Linked DNA regions of Zea mays: region 1 is linked to region 2. The links are chromatin contacts, called in public Hi-C maps. All regions are on one chromosome and are shown on one strand. The core of a region is the stretch at or near the end of the contact, and the rest is flanking DNA. Distances in the headings are between cores, read along the strand shown. Region 1 holds the start of LOC103650721. Region 2 holds the start of LOC103650724 (kinesin-like protein KIN-4C).

The links. A called contact is a pair of places that touch in the nucleus more often than the background predicts.
Region 1: a contact with region 2 is called in a Hi-C map of leaf, with 7 times the contacts expected there. The contact joins the promoter of LOC103650721 here to the promoter of LOC103650724 in region 2. A contact is called at or near these places in 2 of 25 Hi-C or Micro-C datasets (ear and leaf).

The regions. Positions count from the first base shown.
Region 1 is chr3:150,143,073-150,148,596 of Zm-B73-REFERENCE-NAM-5.0, reverse strand. It overlaps LOC103650721, which reads left to right and starts at 3,823. Exons shown (of 1, transcript XM_008676287.3): 1 at 3,823-4,782. The coding sequence starts at 3,842. The coding sequence ends at 4,612.
Region 2 is chr3:150,289,432-150,295,253 of Zm-B73-REFERENCE-NAM-5.0, reverse strand. It overlaps LOC103650724 (kinesin-like protein KIN-4C), which reads left to right and starts at 2,893. Exons shown (of 13, transcript XR_564338.3): 1 at 2,893-3,716; 2 at 3,962-4,042; 3 at 4,118-4,198; 4 at 4,284-4,355; 5 at 4,432-4,522; 6 at 4,631-4,656; 7 at 4,749-4,834; 8 at 5,455-5,514; 9 at 5,606-5,822. LOC100217216 reads left to right here. Exons shown (of 18, transcript NM_001359705.1): 13 at 1-70; 14 at 189-244; 15 at 329-628; 16 at 804-926; 17 at 1,221-1,910; 18 at 2,020-2,488. The coding sequence ends at 2,190.

The DNA.
Region 1 (5,524 bases), core at 2,574-5,073, 150 kb after region 2:
TACGACAGCCAGCCTGCACCAAACGGCTAGTTTGGTGGTTGGGGCTATAAATACCCCCAACCACCCCACATCAAGGCATCCAAGTTTTCCACTTCTCAACTACTTACAAGAGCTCTAGCATTCAATTCTAGACACACTCAAGAGATCAAATCCTCTCCCAAATTCCACACAAAGCTTTAGTGACTAGTGAGAGAGATTTGCTTGTGTTCTTTCGAGCTCTTGCGCTTGGATTGCTTTCTTCTTTCTTGATTCTTTCTTGCGATCAAACTCACTTGTAATTGAGGCAAGAGACACCAATCTTGTGGTGGTCCTTGTAGGAACTTTGTGTTCCAAGTGATTGAGAAGAGAAAGCTCACTCGGTCCGAGGGACCGTTTGAGAGAGGGAAGGGGTTGAAAAAGACCCGGCCTTTGTGGCCTCCTCAACAGAGAGTAGGTTTGAGAGAACCGAACCTCGGTAAAACAAATCCGCGTGCCTCACTTCACTATTCGCTTGCGATTTGTTTTGCACCCTCTCTCGCGGACTCTATTATATTCCTAACGCTAACCCGGCTTGTAGTTGTGTTTATATTTGTAAATTTCAGTTTCGCCCTATTCACCCCCCCTCTAGGCGACTTTCAGGGGACAACTCCAAGTTGGTAATGTCTAAGAAATTAGGTTCTAGGAAGATATTTGGATTAATGGTTTACCACTCAAGGAGCAATTCTCTAATTATATAATGTTATGCGCCGGAAGAATGCCTTAGTCGCAGTTGTGCTACCACAGACAACGCAAAATTTAACTTTCCGCATACCGATTGTTGGGGTCAGATTGATAGAATGGCAACACTTGTTGATTTTTGGTTGACAACATCTATGTTGGGGCGGAAAGATATCTCTTTATGTAGAAGGTGAATGCATCCAGACATTTCTTGGTTTGGTCTATGTACAATATTCTAATGACCACTCCAAATTCAAATCAACCTTACTGGCTGTGCAAACTAAAACTTCCCTTTAAGGTCAAAATTTTCCTTTAGTATATAGGAAGAGGAGTGATTCTTACTAAATATAATTTGAAAAGGAGAGGGTGGATATGAAGCCCCAAGTGTAGTTTCTGTAACCAAGATGAAACAATCCAACATCTCTTTTTCGATTATTATTTGGCTAGAGCAGTTTGGAGGATTATTTTTATTGATCTAAATACAGAAAACCCATTAGTATTAATCATATTATAGGGACATGGCAAAGTAGTAAAGGAATTTCTTACAAAAAAATAAATATTAATAGGGGTAGCAACCATGTTTTGGTCAATCTAGCTCTGTCGTAATGATATAGTTTTTAATGGAAAACAGATACCTTCAATTATGCAGATGATTTTCAAGAGGCCTTATTGGCTCAGATTTTAGAGGTTGATGCATCAAGACATCAAAGATGTTTCTCGCGCAATAGAAGCAGTGGCAATGGACATCTTTGCAACATATGGATGACGATGCAATGCTAGAATTGAGTCTTCTTAGTTTGTTTTTTCTATGAAAAACTATGCTTTCATATTATGTTTTGGTTAGTGTTGGGCCTGAGTACATTGATTGTAATAAGGTGCCATATGCATCATTGATGTAAAAGTCTGGAACATGCTTTTCCATTATCCAAAAAACTAAACATGTTGGCACATGGACCAATTTGGATCATTAGAATTGAATTCCATTCTAATAATAGTAATTTAGACATATATCAATTAAGCTAATTCGGTTTTATGAAAAATATATTTGTATACTATTATTAGCAAAATGTCAGAGATATTTATATGCTACATTTTTACTATAGAGGAGTGAGACGAAGAGTGTCATATAAGTTACAGAGTAGAAACAAATTCTACTAATGCATAAAATTATTTCTCATCCTCCACTCCAAGAATTTGAGATAAGCTTATATCTGAATTTTGGAAAGTTGTGGAATGTCAAATTTCAAACTAAATAAGTTACTTTATTGAGTGGATTTCAATTCCTCTAAAATAAAGGGATCCAAACGCCCCATAGGAGAATGCTCAATTTCCTTTTTTGGAATATTTAGAAGGGAATTGGATAAAATTTTTATTTTTGCGCGATGAAACTAAAGATGAATCGAAAATCCAAATAAAAAAGGAAACATGTTGGTTATAATTCAATACAAAAAGGAAAGGCAGGGCTACATTTGAGTGAATTGACTGTTGATTAGGTCTATCCCAATAACTCATGCTTAAGAAGTTACCAAATTGGTGTAGGTGGCCGTACTTTCTTGAAATTATTATGAGGTATTCTCTATGGAAAGTATTTGATAAGCAAAACAATTCATGAACAGAACACGCACACGTGATGCGCCGAGTTTAGTGGATACTTACTGAACATCCCCCTGGGTTTGAAATGTTCTTGGGAGACTTAATTTGAACCGCCAGGTTTCTGTTGCTGACTTGGCCTAAAAGAAAGAGCTAGAGCCAAGTGTAACTTTTCAAATGGGTGTACTAGTAGTACACACGAGTTGTCTGGCTGAGACTTGAAAGTGAATGTGCACGTGTAATATAGTAAACTTTATTTGATTAAATTTTAAAAAGTTTGTAGCTACCGGTGGAGCTCCACGAGGACTGATTCTCCACTCGGTTTTGCTCAGCGCAGCTGCTCTGGAAATTGGAAGCTAGCGTCGGCTGCGCTGATTGGTGTGATTGGAACAGCACTCACCATTCGTCTCTCCTTTTAGTCGTCGCTCATCTAATCTCCTGATTGGTTTCTGTAGAATATACACCTTCCTTATCCATTCCTTGGTTGAATTTGAGTCGTCGTTCATCTAATCTGCGGAATTAACGTTTGATTAATTAACCGTAGCTCTAAACAGTGGTATGTATTAATGTATTGTATTGTTCGATTTTATTTTTGTCGTATAAGGCGGAAAGTTTAGTCATTTTTAATTCTTAAATTGGTAAACATTGTGACTAAATGAGACTTCCTAAATACCCCCTCCATTTTTTTATTTGAGGTTTTGTATAGTTCAATTTTGTATTATTTGGCGTCAAATAAAAAATGACAAAAGTAGTAGAATTTTTGGGGACTATAGTTTAGTCTCTAAAGTCTAAAATAATTAAGGAGGTGTTTGATTTCTAGGGACTAATTTTTAGTTCCTTTATTTTTTTTCCATTTTAGTCTCTAAATTTTTAAATATTAAAACTAAAATAGAGTTTTAGTTTTCTTATTTGATGATCTATGGACTAAAATGGACGGACTAATAGGGTGTTTGGTTTGTAGGGACTTTTTTTAGTCCCTTCATCCCTACATTTTATTCCACTTTAGTCATTAAATTGCTAAATACGAAAACTAAAATAAAGTTTTAGTTTTATATTTAATAATTTAGAAACTAAAATGAAATAAAATGAAGAGATTAATAAGTAGTTCTTAGAAACCAAACAACATCTAAAAATTTGACCCTAGAAACCAAACACCCCTCTAAAGTATCAAACACCCTGTGAGTAATTAAGCAAGCGTTCGGTCCTAATTATCTGAGCCGATAAATTAACTGAACACCAACGTGACGCACGCGCATCACCTTCTCCGCTGGCCTGGCCATGACAACAATGCACTTGCAACCCAGCCCAAAAACGGAGGGCAGCCTGGGCAGCCATCTTATTCCACCTGTTTCCAAGTCGGCAATCACCGACGACAAACCAGCTTCGTCCTCGCAAGGAAGAAGAAAAATGGCCGTCACCTTTGACCACTGACCCAGCACGGCACGCGACGCGCACGTGAAACACCACCAAATCCATCTCTTCCCTCCCAGGCCCCAGCTTGGTCAATCTCCCTCCAAATCACACACACAGACATATATATAGCCCCTCTCCTCCCATGCATCATCCGCAGCCAGCCAAGCTCACTTCTTGCACGTGGAGGATCATCTCATCCGTCATTCCATTCTACACACAGTCAGACATGGGCAACGGCCCCTCTCTCTCGCCGTGCCTGAACCCGCACCTGCCGGAGTCGTCCGCGACGGTGCGCCTGGTGTACTGGGGCGGGCGGGCGAGGCAGCTGGCGCTCACGGGCGGCGGCGACGACGCCATTGTCACGGCCGGTGACGTCGCGGCGGAGCTCCCACCGCCGGCCACGGGCTACGCCGTGTGCCCCGCCGACGCCTTCTTCATCGGCCTCCCGATCCCGGCCATGTCCCCGGGCGAGGAGCTCCTGCCGGGCCGCACCTACTTTGTGCTCCCCGCCGCGCGCCTCCCCTGCCTCAAGGCGCTCACGCCCGCCACGCTCGCCGCGCTGTCGCAATCGCACGGCAGAAAGAAGCAGCAGCCTATCTTCGCGGTCGCGGGGTGCCCGTTCGAGCACGTCAAGGGCGCCCACGGCGGCGCCCCGCTCATCAGGGTCCTCCCGGAGTTCATCGAGAAGCTCATCACCGCCTGCGACGCCGGCGCGAACGCGAGCGCCAACAAGGACACGGCGGCCAAGCAGGCCGCGGAGCTGTGCAGCACGCCCGAGCTGAAGCGGCATTACGCGCAGCTCGTCGGGGCCGGCAGGAGCCGCCCGTGGTCGCCCAGGCTGGAGACCATCGCCGAGCGCGGTAGGTCACGGTGGATGAGGTTGGCGGCGAGGACCATGCTGTCCTCGCGTTAGCCGTGCACATCCGCGCGCGTAGCGTAGGTCGGTGTTATTAATTGTTAGCTTGCGGAGATTTCCGTTTATTTAGGAAGAATGACGAAGGACGAACAGCAAAATGTACAGATGGCTACGCATTTTTTTCCTTGCAATTTGCAAACCAGAACGAACGTTTGTTTCTCTCTCTATCTCTCTTGCCATGGTTCGTCCTGTCGATTGAACTGAGCCACCGGATGATGCTGATGACGCCAACGCCATGCAAACGCATAGCAGGCTGCAAAGCGCGGCCATGGCCGCCGCCGCGTGCGGGAGACCAGGAAATGGTCGCACACGCGTGGTAGGGAGGAACTCGGCGCGTCGAGCGCAGTCTCATCGTCTTCTCCGGTTGACCGGACCGCGTCCGCGTCCCGCCGTCTGACGTCTCTTGGTGTAGTGGGGTTGGGGTGGTCGGCGTCGGGGAAGGAAACTGCGCGGAAAGAGAGCATCGGACAGGTGGGCTGGGCCATCTTATGCGGGCGAATGGTCTGGTCCACGGGCCGTGAACGAACGCTGGCGCTCGCGCACGGCTCCGGCAGGCCGCAGCTTTGAACGCGGCCGGGCCGAATCCCACCTGGATCCGTGGGCTTTTTTTAAGAATGCACAAGCAGGCTAGCCCGCTTTTCACCCTTCTGCTCTCCCGGCACAATGTTTCAGCAGCAAAACATATATATTCTATGTACTTTTGGTAGGCAGAAAAGTTTTAAACTATAAGTTACTTTAATGTTTTCATATACATAGCTTTTGGAATACACTTAGATATGCATCATGTCTAGACTTGATGAGTTAGACAAAAAGATTAAGACTTCCCAGCTTTCATCTACTGAGCTTGCGCTCAAAATTTATATGGACCAAAGACTTACTACCATTTTAAGAGAAGATAAAATTTGTCTC
Region 2 (5,822 bases), core at 1,644-4,143:
CCAAATGACTCCAATTTTTGCCTCAATGGCATTGTGTGGCCTGATCGGACGATTCACCCAGCTCTTCATGGTAACCCGGAAATACTAGGGGGAAATGTTTGTCTTGGTTATCAATGTGTTAAACTAATATCTTTGTCTCTAAAGTCATTGGATGCCAACTTGGTTGACCAAATTGATTCTGGTTGCAGAAGTAAAATACCTTCACCAGCCTATCAAAATATCATCAGCAGATAATATGCTTAAGGTAACCTCTGGTTGATGTTTGCTAGTCATCGAGTTATTTTCTTATGTGCTTTGTGCTTCTAATAGCTCCATTATGATCACTCAGATTGAAAATGGACACTTTTTTGAGACAACAGAAGCTTTGGACTTCAGTTGGGTTCTTCATGGAGATGGTTGTGTCTTGGGCTCTGGTCCATTGAATATTCCAACTTTGGCACCACAAACTAGTCAGCTCATCAACATGGAATCATCACCTTGGTTTGCCCTTTGGAGTGCCTGTGCAGCAAAAGAAGTATTTTTGTCTGTGAATGTGAAACAAAGGCATGAAACACGATGGGCTAAAGCTGGTCATCTCTTGGCTTCAGCACAACTGTGTTTGCCTCAGAAAAATGGCTTTGTCCCCAGCGTATGTTTTCTCAGCCTGATCTTGTTTACTACTATACTCCTGTTTGGCTGTTTCGTCCTCATCGTCTAACAGCTTAATACTATTTTACTCCTGTTTCGTCCTCATTGTCTCACAGCTTAGTGTTACTTTACTCCTGTTTCTTCCTCGTTGTCTTACAGCTTAATATCATCTTCAGGTGATAGCATTGTCCAGTAGCCCTTTGGTCTGTGAACGCATTGGTGATAATGTAACCATCTGCAAGAATAATGCCTGGAAAATTAAAGTAAACAGTCAGTTGGGAACAATCGACAGCTGGAAGGTATGTAGAATGTTCATGGGGAGTTAAGAAACATGGTGTCCATACTTGTATGTAGTCAATTAATAAAATTATTAATACATGCCAACAGCACTAACCTAGGAAAAGTGTAAATCAAGTGGACTGATAAATCTGTCATAGAATGCCCTGTACTCATAGGTATATCTCCATCGCGTCTTGGGTGCAAGCGCGATCAGCATTATGTTGGTTTAAAGGTCCCAATAGTAATTGGCTTTACATAGAGAAAGGAACCAAAGCCTTAAAAGTTAAAACTCATGGTTCTTTTGCAAACAACAGGTCAACGACGTTGAGCTTATGAGCAAGGGGATACTCCCATGCTTTTGGCGCGCACCAACTGACAACGACAAAGGAGGTTTCTTCACCAAGCCATATGACTCGCGATGGAGAGAAGCCTTCCTCGACAATGTCTCGTTCCACAGCAGCCAGTTCTCTGTCAAGGAGTTGCCGGACAACACCGTGGAGTTCTCCACCCTCTACTACGGTGTTCCCGGGCACCTACCCAAGCCTGACGACGAAGCCTCCGAGTCCATTCTCTTCCGGGTGAAGATGGTATGCCGGATCCACGGGTCAGGCGACGTGGTTCTCGACTACGAGGTAAACCCCAGGAGCGACCTCCCTCCCCTTCCCCGGGTGGGCGTCGTGTTCAGCGCCGGGAGGTCCCTGAGCCACGTCACGTGGTACGGGCGCGGGCCCTTCGAGTGCTACCCGGACCGCAAGGCGGCGGCGCACGTCGGCGTGTACGAGAGCAGCGTGGAGGAGCTGCACGTGCCGTACATTGCCCCCGTGGAGTGCGGCGGGCGGGCGGACGTCAGGTGGGTGGCACTCCGCGACGCCGGCGGGCTCGGCCTGTACGCGTCGGCGCACGGCGGCTCCCCGCCGATGCAGATGAGCGCGAGCTACTACGGCGCCGCGGAGCTGGACAGGGCAACGCACGTCCACAGGCTGGTGAAGGGGGACGACATCGAGGTGGGGAAGCTTTTTGTTTTTGCTTTTGAGCTCCTGGCTGGCATCGGCCGAGCTGCTGCGAAGTGGTCGGGGAGGAGTGATGGCTCTCGGCTTCGTGTTTGTTTCGCAGGTGCATCTTGACCACAGGCACATGGGGCTGGGCGGCGACGACAGCTGGTCGCCGTGCGTGCACGAGCAGTACCTGCTGCCGCCGACGCGGTACGCCTTCTCCCTGCGGCTCTGCCCCCTGCTGCCGTCGTCGTCGTGCCATGACATCTACAGGTCTCAGCTCCCCAGCTGATGGTGCCGTGTGCCGGAGACCCGTCGACGTCGAGCCTTGGGAAACAACAATGAACGCAATGGCCTGGCCAGTGAATGAAAGTATATAATATTGTAATAAAGCAGAGACGTATTAGCTCCTGCAACGGCCTCGCGATCGCCTGGATATGTCTATGCTGAGGGGGTGTTTAGTTAACTAATAACCTAACTACATATGGCGCCAAGTTACTAAAACTTAATAAATAACTATTACTAACTAATAAATAGTAACTGAATTCCTAACTTAATAAATACTTCCTCCGTTTATAAATATATGACACCGTTGATTTTTTAAAAACAACTTAGATCACTCGTCTTATTAAAAAAAATAATGAGTTACCATTTATTTTTTATGGTTTATTTGATCACTTAAGATAGTTTGTGCTTGATTTAAAATTTTACTTTTTTTAAAAAAATATTTTAAATAAGATGAGTGGTCAAAATTTTCGAAAAAAAGTTAACAGTGTCATATATTTGTGAACGGAGGTAGTAGTAAGTACCTAAGTAGCTAACCTACTACTAACTAGCTACCAACAAAATTAATAGCTATATAAACTAGTATATAGCTCGTGTTAACACTACGATCAGCGACATGAGGGGAGGGATTGACGGCGGCATCAGCGACACGAGGGGAGGGGTTGGTGGTGGCCGCACGAGTGAAGGGGGTGGGGAGGAGGTTATGGGATAGGGTCTCGGTGAGGGAGAGGAGGGATGATCCAAATAATATTGTCCATTAGATTTGAATAAGAGAGGGAGTATCCAACGATCTGAACCGTTGATTTTGATGGTTTGCTAAGTTTGCGTGTAATTTGTTTGGTGGATTTAGTGAAGTTTATGGGTGTAGGGGTGATTTGGTTGATGTGCCTTGCAAAGTCTAAACTGATGGATTATATAGCGTTATAAATAAACAACTACTGCTACTCTACTAGTTAATAACTACACTAGTATAATATTCATGTGTTCGACAAAATTTTCTTAATTCTAATTGTCCGGGCGTATTGTGGCGGACGACATATAAATATTCGATAAAATGTTAACTCATAACAATCATCGACTTCAGTATATCACATATTCTTTACTAGCAACCACCGATGGGAAAGGTAATGCTGGGGTGCGGCGGCGGCGTTTGGCGAGTCGGAGGCCAGCAATATAGCCTTGATGTTGCCTATGGCTTTGCAGAAGAATTTGGGTGAGGGAAGCGGTGATGGGAACTAGATCAGCTACTTCAGCAAAAGGAGGTACTAGTCCCCTGTCTCTACTATTTTGACCACTTTGTTTCTTAACACTAGCCTTTTATTTCTAATTTACATGTACTGACGTAGTTATGTATCCTCAATCTGCTAGCCCATTATTTTTTGTCTTGATTCACCTTGTAGAGTATAATTATACCTCCTTTTCATGTTTCAAAAGGCAGAGATGAAACAATTTGCCAAGAGTGATATTTTTGTTCTCAAGCAACATTATGAAAAGAAATTAGATGACTTGGAACAAGAAAATAAAGCTCTTCAGGTTTTTACTAGCTTACCTTGCGGACACTATGCTCTTTTTTCCCCTGAATTCTTGTTTGTAGAAAGAAATAGAGAATCTTCACCATGCATTAACCAATGTATGTTCTTCTATGGATGAGAATGCTCAAAAACTGAAAGAAAACTATCTTCAGAAGCTGAATGCACTTGAATCCCAGGTTTGTACATTCAGCTAAATGCTTGTTGCATTGCATTTCTCATCATATGCTAAGAACACACCATTTGCAGGTCCATGAGCTCAAGAAACAAAAAAGTGATGAGGCAGCAAAGCGTTTACAAGAAGATATTCAGCATATAAAATCTCAGAAGGTGTTTTTTCCTCAAAATGTTTCTTAATGCGATTTAAGTTTTTTTCCTGACATATATTCCTTTCATTCCATGTAGGATCAGCTTCAACAAAAGGCCAAGCAAGAGTCTGAAAAATTTATGTCTTGGAAGGCTGCCCCTGAAAAGGAAGTAATACAGGTACTTGTTCTTAACATGTTGATCATGTTTATGAACTTCTTTCTCAAAGATCTCGTTGTGATAGTGCTGTATATCCATTAATTAGCTCAAGAAGGAAGGGAGACGAAATGAATATGACATGCACAAGCTCTTGGCTTTAAATCAGAGGCAAAAAATGGTAAATTCTTCATTTTTCCTCTTTCAGCTTTAAGATAGCATGATTGTCGCCTACACCATTCTGCTTGAAATTGTAGGTCTTACAGAGGAAAACTGAAGAAGCAGCAGCTGCTACAAAAAGATTCATGGAGTTGCTGGAAGCAAAGAACTCATCACTTGAGACATATGGTAGGAAGTGATGTCCAATGGCTTCATATTTTTACCATTAGGTTTCATGTGTGCTCATTATTCCTAGCTGGTTATACTTTTACTAGTTTTGGTTTCTTGTTTTTACAGGCAGTGGAAATGCTTCGGGGATGCAGGTATCCTTCGAGAAATCTTTGTTAGGGAATGAATAAACTATTTCCCATCTGTGTTCTGTAACGTGTCTGAAACATTATTTTTATGTCACTAGGCCTTAATGCGAGCTGTTGATGATGAACTGGAAGTCACTATAAGAGCACATGAATTACGCTCGTATTACCAGCGACAAATGCAAGAGTAAGTCTTTGTTTTGCATTGATAATTTGTAGATCCTGACCTTCTAGAGTTTTCGTTATTTTGTGGTGCGCTATATGCATGTATGAGCATTATTTTTGGGCAATTTTTTTATGATGAGATAGATAGATTTGTAGTTATTCAATTAAATATGAACTCAAGATAATTTGCTATTGTGCTCCCTTGTTGTTAGACCACTTGAGAATTAGATTTGGGCCAATCCATAGGGCAGTGACTATAAATATTGAATAGGTTTGCTTCCTTCTGCCATGCTGTTTGATTTCCCAACACATAATTCTGTGAAGAGAAATAATGGGCTAGTAGTAAGATTTTGCACTAACCATAATATAAATTCAAATTCCTGGCGAAACCGTGGCATCATTAACTGTCTCCAAAAATACTGACTTGATATACCTATATCAATCATTCACCCCTTTTCTTTCTAACCTTAGCGACATAATATGTGAACTGTAGTTGAAATATGATTAACCTGAGCAGCATAATATTTATATATTAATATATGTACTGTAATTTAAATATGGTGGATTCTTTATACATTTTGTACAACATTAGCTTTGGACAACTGCCCCTGTTTGAAATTTCTTTTTTCCTCCTTAAAACAGGAGAGCAGCAATATCCAAGGAAATAGCAAAGCTGGAGGAGGAACCAAAGCACAAGATGAGGTTTGGTGATTTACATCTCTTTTGCTTTTAGGGGTTAAGTGATCTGTTTCAGTGTCTCTGAATTGTCGCTTATTAGCTGTTATTTCTGTAGTGATTGTCCTCAAGCTATGTCTCCTAGTGCTAGAAGTTTTAGGATATCAGCATTAGAGAACATGTCCTCATCATCAAGCGCTATGGTGTCTATGGCTTCTCAACTATCAGAAGCAGAGGAGCGGGAGCGGGTATTCAATGGTAAAGGTAGATGGTATCATGTCAGGTCCCTCCCAGAGGCAGAGAACATAATGAACCACCTTTTCCAGTTAGCATCA